Linked DNA regions of Mus musculus: all the other regions are linked to region 2. A link is a contact called in public ChIA-PET and promoter capture Hi-C data. All regions are on one chromosome and are shown on one strand. The core of a region is the stretch at or near the end of the contact, and the rest is flanking DNA. Distances in the headings are between cores, read along the strand shown. Region 1 overlaps St3gal4 (ST3 beta-galactoside alpha-2,3-sialyltransferase 4). Region 2 holds the start of Ddx25 (DEAD box helicase 25). Region 3 overlaps Fam118b (family with sequence similarity 118, member B).

Region 1 (2,700 bases), core at 132-2,631, 500 kb after region 2:
ATATGAAATGATCGCTTCCTTAAATCTCCTCAAATCTATAGGATTCCCTGAAATTTCTTCATAACCTTGGGGGTGCCTATCATCTGCTGGTAGGTCTTGTATAGTAATTAGATAAACTAAGGTTGGTTTTCTAACAACCTGGGGCAGCCCTTCTTCAGTTTCATCATGCAGGGTAGGTTCTTGTCTAAATTTCTCTGTGTCTGAATATTTTTCCTATTTTCATTTATGAGTCTCTCTAAAGCTTGTATCTTATTAATCTACTTTTCATGGCTTTATTTTTATTGTATCTCTATAAATATTTTTCCTTTGAGCGGTTACAGAAAGCTACTATGGCTATTAAAAATAAAATATGAAATAATCAAATGATAATAATCATAGTTGGTATTGAGCAAATTTCAGTCAAGTCCATTTAGTCTTTTATTTTCTGCTTGTATTTTCAAGCCATCTAAAGTAGCACTATATGGAGTCCTAGTGTCTTGTATTATGGTATTTCCCATCCTGAACTCTCTTCTTGAAGACTTCTTAGGTGACTTAATAAATCAGATGTCTTCTCAGTTTGTCCTCAGCTGGAGTGATTTCTCTGTCTGTGGTGTCATGCCATAGGTTGGAGCACCAAATGTTGTTTTGCTTTTAAAATAAAATCCCAGTTGTTAGATTCACCAAATGAAGACCCAGGAGCCAGATGCTGGGGTGAAAGCCTGATGGCTCAGAGGAGCTGGGAAAGCACCCAGCCAACCTTCCTCTTCAGCCAACATCCCAGAAGGAAAAAGCCCTTTCTCCTTCTCCACTTCCTGTTCATCTCTCTCTCCCTCCTCCTGACTTGCTCTCACTCTATGGTACTTTCCTGTCTTCACTTCCTGTTAACTGGTTGCTTGCTCTGCCTCTTGACCTATGGTTGACTTTATTTAATCTTGTTTACAATAAACAGAAAGCTCTTGGATTAAAGGTGTGTGCTAGGGCTGAGCCATGTCACAACTAGAGACACGTTTTCCCAGTATACAATCTTGAGGTTCACCATGTAATCAAGTAGCCTGAGACAATTTCTTCATTCTCATAGCAATTTTTTTTTTTTTTTGGCCTTTGAATTATTTAGTCACTAGAATAGTGAGATAGACAATAGAAGTAATAAGAAGAGAGTACACTGTAACTGGTCTGTGTACATTCTGGTTGCCTGACAATTCTGAGATCTCATGGAAGGCTCTGCCTCACCCTGTGGATGGTTCCACCCCACCCTGTGGTTCCACTAGACCTCCTAGGACTCTATTGTGTTCTGACTCCATAGTTCTGCTAGGCCTTGCCTTCCTGAAAGTCTTCTTTGCTGGCTCTGCCTATGCCCAGGTCCCGGGCTGCTATCATATCTTTTGAAATCCAGGCAGAGGAAGTCATGCCCCACTGCTCTTACATCCTGTATCTACAGAGCTGGCACTGAGTGACCACTGCCACAGCTTGTCTTGTGGTAATTTTAGGAGGATGGGTCAAAATTCTCCAGAGAGGAGCGGTTGAGACAGCAGGAGGCTGTGAAGAATGTAGGGTGTGAAGGCTTATCTTAGCCCTTGGCAACAAGCCCCAAGATCTGGCTTCTCTTCTGATTATTTTTCTCTCTGAAGCTTGGCATTCTGGGTGTGAAATGGGAGGGACCTCAATAGAAGTCTCCAAGGGGCCTTTGGGGTCATTCTCCCATTGTCCTGTGTGAATAGACTCAGACCTCACTCTGTCTATCCTACTCTATCAAATGATTACTTAGCCACACCTGCATTTTTCTTTCATGAAATTGCTTTTAATTTTCTGCAGAGTTCAGGCTGAGAACCCTTCAGATCCCTAAGTTCTGTTTTATTTGATTTCTAGATTCCACTTTACAATCACATCTTTCTACTCACAATCTAGGGTGGACAGTTAAGCCACACAGCATCCTGAGTGCTTTGTGACCAAGCTTCTTCCACCAAATATCCTCTTTCCTCCTATTCTGTAAAGTTTTAGGGCACTAACAATTCAGCCATATTGTTAGCCACTTTATTACTAGGATGGTTTTTACTCTAGTTTCTGCACCACTTGTGTAATGTATAAGAAAGTCCAGACTTTCCCTACAGTTCTAATGTGAGCCCTTGCCTGACTCTCTGTTCACCTTAACTTTTCCTAGCCTGCACATGCGGATTTTTTTCTAGCCTCTCCTCTCTAGCCGGTTCCAAAGGTAATTTCACGTTTTCGGGTATTTGTAACAGTACTTGCCCTACTTATCAAGATTAGATCATTCTTAGTCTGCTTTGTGCTGCTTTAACCAAATTCTGTAGCCTGGATACTGTATAATGAATAGACGTTCATTTAGATCATGGTTATGGAGGATGCAAAATCCAAGATGAGGCCTTCTGGCTGATTCATCTTCGGACAGATGGAGGCAGAAGGAGGGGCAGAGAGTGGAAGTAGGGGAGAGGGTGAGAGGCCAAATTTGTCTTATTATAATAACTCCATTTCCAGCTTACAGAATCCATTCCTCTGTGTGTGGGGGGTGCAAGGGGAGGACACTGGTTCACTCATGAGGGCAGAACTCTCTGCCCAAAGTACTGAGAAAGGAACGCTAGACAGGTTTTCTATTACTGAGCCCTACACATCTCCTTATAGGTCCCGTCTCCCAATACCACACATTCAGGATCAAGTTTTCAATGCATGAACGTAAGGGCTCACATTTAAACCATATGAGGTATC
Region 2 (2,701 bases), core at 119-2,618:
GAATTGTGTAAAACAAAACCCAAAGTTTCCCGCCACCCCTTCCTTCCATAGCATAATTAATGGGCTTCCACTGTTCATATTTGAGCAATTTTGATGTAGTAGAGGCCCTCTAAACTAGTTACAGACTCTAAGCCCCGCCGATGGGATTTCCTAGCTGCTAGAAGTTCCAGGCACGACACGATATGCGTTGTCCTAAGTCCCATTTCATACACCAAGGCCTTCTTAAACACTTAAATACCAGGGCAGAAGGTAGCAGTTCAGCCTCCATCTGTTCATTCCTCTCTAGAACTCAAAGATGCCCAACTCAGAGTTTAACTCACCTTCCGGTCCTCAGTAGGCGGCCATGCGGCTAGCCGGAAGCTATGGCTTTCCGTCTTCAGTAAGCATGCGCGGCTTCACCAAGCGTGCGCCGACGGTTCTGGGAAATGTAGTTCGGAAGGCACGGTGTGGGCTTTTAGCCGAAGCCCACCGCATGCGCAGGTTTCTGATGCAGCTTCCTCTTTACCGCAAGCCAATACGAGAAATATAGTCTGGTCTAAAATGAGAAAAAAAGATTTTCAAATGCTGGCTATCCTATATGAAAACTAAGAGATTGAAGATCCTGTCCCAACATCGTTTAATTAACAGAAATTTAACCTTGAGAGTCGAAACATTTACTACTAGAATGTAAATGTAAGGGTTAAAGGGAAATGCTTTGACCTGAAAACACTGAAAGATTGCGACAGAACAGGGCCAAGGAATTCTGCTTCAGCACCACGGAGAGATCATGGCTCCAGTTTTGAGTTTCTGCTTTTGACAATTATAGAAATGTTGCCCCAAGTCTTAAAATTCCAGTCAGAAAACTGAAAATCCTGGTTCTTTGGTCCAAACTTAGCATAAGGTTGGACCAAAGAGCTACCCCAGAGCTGTGCAATACATGTCATAGATATAGATAGTGGTGGTCCAGATTGCTTTAAAAGGAGACCCCTCCTTAGAATAAAAATTAAAATATGCGTGTATGTGGGCACATCACAGGTATCCTGGACACATGTCCGCACTTGAGTTCTGTTTTCCTTCTGAACCTCTGGTCAAGCCCATCTCTCCCTCCACTGTGCAACCTCACACCTGGTGATGCCCAAGCGGGGCTGTCGGGAGAGATACCCGCACGAGAGCCTGCAGCGCGGTGTGTGTACCGCCTCCGTGCCCACTTTCTCTCTGCTGTGCGGATGGCCGGCTGGTCAAACGGAAAGCTCGCGGGTGTCCCGCACAGCTGCGCCCCGCACCTCTCTCCCTCCGCCCGCCCCGCGCCGGGCCCGCGCCTGCGCACTGCGCCGCGCCACGGGTGGTCGCGAGGCGGACGCCGGTCCCGGAGCCTGACCATTGGCCACTGAGCCGAGCCGGCGCTGCCCCGCGCGGGGGTGGCAGCACGTGCCAGGGGCGAGAGCGGAGACCGCAGCTATGGCGTCGTTACTTTGGGGAGGCGACGCCGGGGCGGCGGAGAGCGAGCGGCTGAACAGCCACGTAACTGCCGCTGAGCAGGGGAGGGCCCAGGGGCGGGGGCTAGAACAGGGACTCCCGAGGGAAGTCCCCTGGGAAGGGGAGCGCCCGGCCGGCGTTTAGAGCGGGGTGTCAAGTGATGGGGGGTGTCAAGTGATGGGGGGCTGGGCTGGAAAGGCCACAGAAAAGGAGACTCCCAGAAAGGACCGACCTTTGATTTGAAAGGGCAGAGACCCCCTCAGGAAATACAGAGAGAGTGCGCAGCTGCTAGTCCTATCTGTACTGAGTTTTCTCCTATCCTGGTTTTGACCATTTAGCAGGCTTCTCATCTTCATAGCCACCTTCCCCTTGTAGTTGTAAACCACCCATCACCCAGATGCTGCCCATATTCAAACTAAGAGCCCTTATAAAGAGAGACTATGGAAGCCCCCATTCTATTATATGAGAATTCATACAATTACACAGATTCTTATAATGAAATCATTAACCCTTAACATTGCAAAGGAAGCAGTTTGAGGTGGTCTTCCCTCCCCTTGCTGTAGGATAGCGCCATGCTTCTTGCTTGATGTCCTGCTTCCTAACCTTGGTTGAATTTTGTGCCTTTCAATAGTTTTCAAATCTCGTCCATCCCAGGAAGAACCTTCGTGGTATTAGGAGTACCACAGTCCCAAACATAGGTGAGTGTTGTTAGGCTAAAGCAAGACTGGCTTAATTAACACCTTTGCTTTCCCCATGTATCTGCCATGAAATAGCTTTGGCTTCCTTCCTCTCCACTGAAAATCCTCCACCTCCTCAGGCACATCGCTTTACTCTTGCAGGAGATGGCTCTGTTTGCATACACTGTAGCGTCTGTGAGACGTTCTGAGAATGCATTGTATGTTTCCACTCAACATTTTTCTTTATGCTTCTTATTTTCCCTTTTACCCTCATAGACGGCTCTCTTAACACGGAAGATGATGATGATGATGAAGACGATGTAGGTAGGAGACAAGCTCGACTGAATGTACCTATTAGCTCTGCTGCTTGGTTTACCATCGCTTTGACTGTGCTAAAAGGATTAATTTCCTTGGGAAAGCACTATCTTTGTTTTCTTTTTGAATGAATACTATGGGGGGGGAGTACTGAATTAGGAGGGGGGTGCATTCCTTTAGACTACGTTGAAATGAAAACTGCAAGGTGTAGATTAAGAATTTTCGGTTTGGCTAGGAAGATATTGCAATTAGAT
Region 3 (2,700 bases), core at 77-2,576, 310 kb after region 2:
CACTATGTAACTGAAGCTGGCCTTGAACTCATGATCCTTCTGTCTCTACCACTCATGATCTGGGATTACCATCCTGCCAAGTATTCTCTCTCATTTGGAAAATTTGTCGTGGAAATTGTGTTAAAGACACCACTGTCACTTTTGTTAGTGTTCACTAAGCATCTGCCTTTGATTTTCATATATTCTGTTAGCCTTGAAGGACTTCTCAGTGGTTTCAGAGTCATTGGAGTAACAAGGACACCCACTGCCACAGGTAATGCCTCTGTTTACATGTGACAGAAAACTGTTTCCACTTACTACCACTGCCTTGTCCAAGGCTTCAGAGATTGACTCGACCAGGGCAGAAAGGAAAACAAAAATAAGAAAAGAGAGACAGAAAGAAAGGATGGGATTGGATGGTCTAGGCTCTCTAATGGAGAAGCTAAAGCCAGCTCAGTATGTTTATTATTATAGAGCTGCAAGGGCGGAAGAGTTATCCCATACAGCTGAACAAGGAGGCAAGCTTAGTTAATCTCAGTAGGAACAGTCTGTGTCAGAGAGAAGTCTTCAGGTCATAAATATCTGATGGTAGACAGCTATAGTGGACATTGTCTGCACATGTTGTTAACATCTGCACTTAGACCCCAGGAAGGCTTTGCCATTGAGCCTCATCTGAGGAAGGCTTTTCTTCTCTCATTGGGGTCCCTGAAAAGTCCTTGGCCTGGCCGTGCCCAAGGAAACAACACACATTCACTCAGGACTCCACTCACTTCTTATACATAGCAAATTCCACCTAGATGAAAGCTCAAACAGTAGTCACAGAGCATAATTCACGTGTGAACTAACTAGTTGGTACATGTTAGGGATTCTCTGCCAGACTGCCGTACTTACCTCTGAAGCTCTTTAGCAGCACTATGTAGTGTTCAGGGTAAGTGCTGCCCCAAAACAATACTCAATGACTAAGAACAATTTTACAACGTACTCACTGGGATAGGCACATTTCTCATGTGACATATCCCTTTATTGAGGACCGAGCATTAGTCTGCTCAAAATTAAGATGAATGGGTGAACAGCTGGGATAAAGACATACAGAATTACTTTTGATTCAGCTTCTCGGTGCGGACCTAAACATTCCAGTCAGAACCTGTTGAGTGTTTTAGTTTCCTTAAACTTCAACCCCTGAAATGAGCCTTCAGCAAGGTCCTGTAGAGAAAAGCATCAGAAATTAACCAGTAGTCAGGTTGAAAATCCAACAAAGCAAATGATGCATTTCTCTGTTTCCCAGAGCTGTGTTGGTGGCCAGCGGCAGCTAGAAGTGTGTAACACACAGTTCTTCCAGCTTCCACACTGAGCGGGCTGCATAGTGCATACTGCCACTATGACTAATTGTGAAATGGCCATCAAGTACATCTGCTTGCTACAATTTTAGCACTTAAAAAATTAGTTCTGGACTTGAAATATTTTAAAGCTAAAAAACTAGCAGTGGTGTTACTGAGAACATGGCATTACAAGCTGAGTTGCTGTGGTTTGCCTTCTGAAACGAAGTACCAAAGGTTTTTGTGCTGTAGCTTTCTCATCGTAAAGTAAGTTAATCGTGCAGGTTGAGACCCCTTCCTTTTCTTAAATGTTTGAGACCACAAGTATTTCATTTCAGGTTTGGGTTTTGTTTTTTGTTGTTGTTCTTGTTTTTTTTAATATTTAGGTTCACACAATGTGGTATCTTGGAAATGAGGCATAAGTCTGAAACATGGTTTTTATTTATTTATTTTTTTTATGTACACATAGCCTGATGGTATTGTAAAGAATATTTTTAGTGAACCTGCATTTTTACTGTAATTTGTTGTCAGGAATAGAGTTTTGTACTTGTTGGCATCTTATCAGGGGTCCAAATGTTTTCAATTTTAGAACACTTTGAATTTTAGATTTTCATGTAAGAGTCAATCTATAATACCCAATTAAGGTTTTAGGGATTAAATTAACTAATAGTTACAGATTGTACATGTCTTGTAATAAGTACTATGTTTTGTCTTGGTCTGTTTGTTTGTTTGTTTGAGGCAAGATTTCTTTGTGCAGCCTTGACTGTCCAGGAGCTCTGTCTGTAGACTGTGATGCCTCAAACTCAGAGATCCACCTGCCTCTGCCTCCCATGTGTTGTATTACCACTGCCCAGCAATTTTTAAATTTTTAAACAAAACTGACTTAGTATTTGAATTGAACACTAAATCATGAATATTCCAGTATTCAAAACTTATATTAAGTTTCATTTACTATACTTTCTCAGTGCTCAATGGCTTTACTTGGGTTTAATTTGTCTAAGTAATGGATTTTTGGAACCATGTTTATGGAGGGAGGGCACATAAATATGTTTGCCTTCCTTAGTGTTACTTTAAATCACATCCCCAGAGATTGTGGTTTGTGTGAAAGAAGTTATCGGTTTTGTTGTTATTATTTTTGGTTGGTTGGTTCTCTGTAAACATAGATGTTAGGCAGAAAATGACTTCTGCCGGGCAATGGTGGCGCACACCTTTAATCCCAGCACTCGAGAGGCAGAGGCAGGCGGATTTCTGAGTTCGAGGCCAGCCTGGTCTACAAAGTGAGTTCCAGGACAGCCAGGGCTATACAGAGAAACCCTGTCTCAAAAAACAAAAAACAAAAAAAAAAAAAGAAAGAAAGAAAGAAAGAAAGAAAGAAAGAAAGAAAGAAAGAAAAGAAAAGAAAGTG

Evidence for each region. Promoter capture Hi-C pulls out the DNA fragments that hold promoters and counts their contacts. ChIA-PET counts read pairs in DNA pulled down with a chosen protein or histone mark.
Region 1: an RNA polymerase II ChIA-PET map of memory CD8 T cells shows a contact between it and region 2, with 18 read pairs. The contact joins the enhancer-like site here to the promoter of Ddx25 in region 2. A contact is called at or near these places in 4 of 39 promoter capture datasets (the 3T3-L1 cell line, 3T3-L1-derived adipocytes, the C10 cell line and 1 more), 1 of 484 Hi-C or Micro-C datasets (the HPC-7 cell line), 3 of 115 datasets of contacts at active chromatin or transcription factors (effector CD8 T cells, memory CD8 T cells and stem cell-derived neural progenitor cells) and 2 of 9 other capture datasets (adipose tissue and liver).
Region 3: a contact with region 2 is called in a promoter capture Hi-C map of pre-B cells. The contact joins the enhancer-like site here to the promoter of Ddx25 in region 2. A contact is called at or near these places in 13 of 39 promoter capture datasets (the C10 cell line, the HPC-7 cell line, cranial neural crest and 9 more), 1 of 15 datasets of contacts at CTCF or cohesin (large pre-B cells), 13 of 115 datasets of contacts at active chromatin or transcription factors (the 230-238 cell line, the SCID.adh cell line, acute myeloid leukemia and 9 more) and 3 of 9 other capture datasets (adipose tissue, liver and pancreatic islet).

Annotation. Positions count from the first base shown.
Region 1 is chr9:35,060,407-35,063,106 of GRCm38.p6, reverse strand. All of the region lies in intron 1 of St3gal4 (ST3 beta-galactoside alpha-2,3-sialyltransferase 4), which reads left to right. Among named protein-coding and RNA genes, the nearest start is that of Gm51705, 7.0 kb to the right of the region's middle. Within about 2 kb of position 1,381, at least 55 of the 459 cell types and tissues checked have an H3K27ac peak or open chromatin away from gene starts, as enhancers often do. A contact at or near this core is called in the HPC-7 cell line, adipose tissue, memory CD8 T cells and 1 more, where this site is marked.
Region 2 is chr9:35,557,137-35,559,837 of GRCm38.p6, reverse strand. It overlaps Ddx25 (DEAD box helicase 25), which reads left to right and starts at 1,368. Exons shown (of 12, transcript NM_013932.4): 1 at 1,368-1,500; 2 at 2,087-2,153; 3 at 2,409-2,456. The coding sequence starts at 1,438. Pus3 (pseudouridine synthase 3) reads right to left here and starts at 1,278. Exons shown (of 5, transcript NM_023292.5): 1 at 1,105-1,278; 2 at 321-535.
Region 3 is chr9:35,246,222-35,248,921 of GRCm38.p6, reverse strand. All of the region lies in intron 1 of Fam118b (family with sequence similarity 118, member B), which reads left to right. Among named protein-coding and RNA genes, the nearest start is that of Fam118b, 20 kb to the left of the region's middle. Within about 2 kb of position 1,326, at least 6 of the 459 cell types and tissues checked have an H3K27ac peak or open chromatin away from gene starts, as enhancers often do. A contact at or near this core is called in pre-B cells, where this site is marked.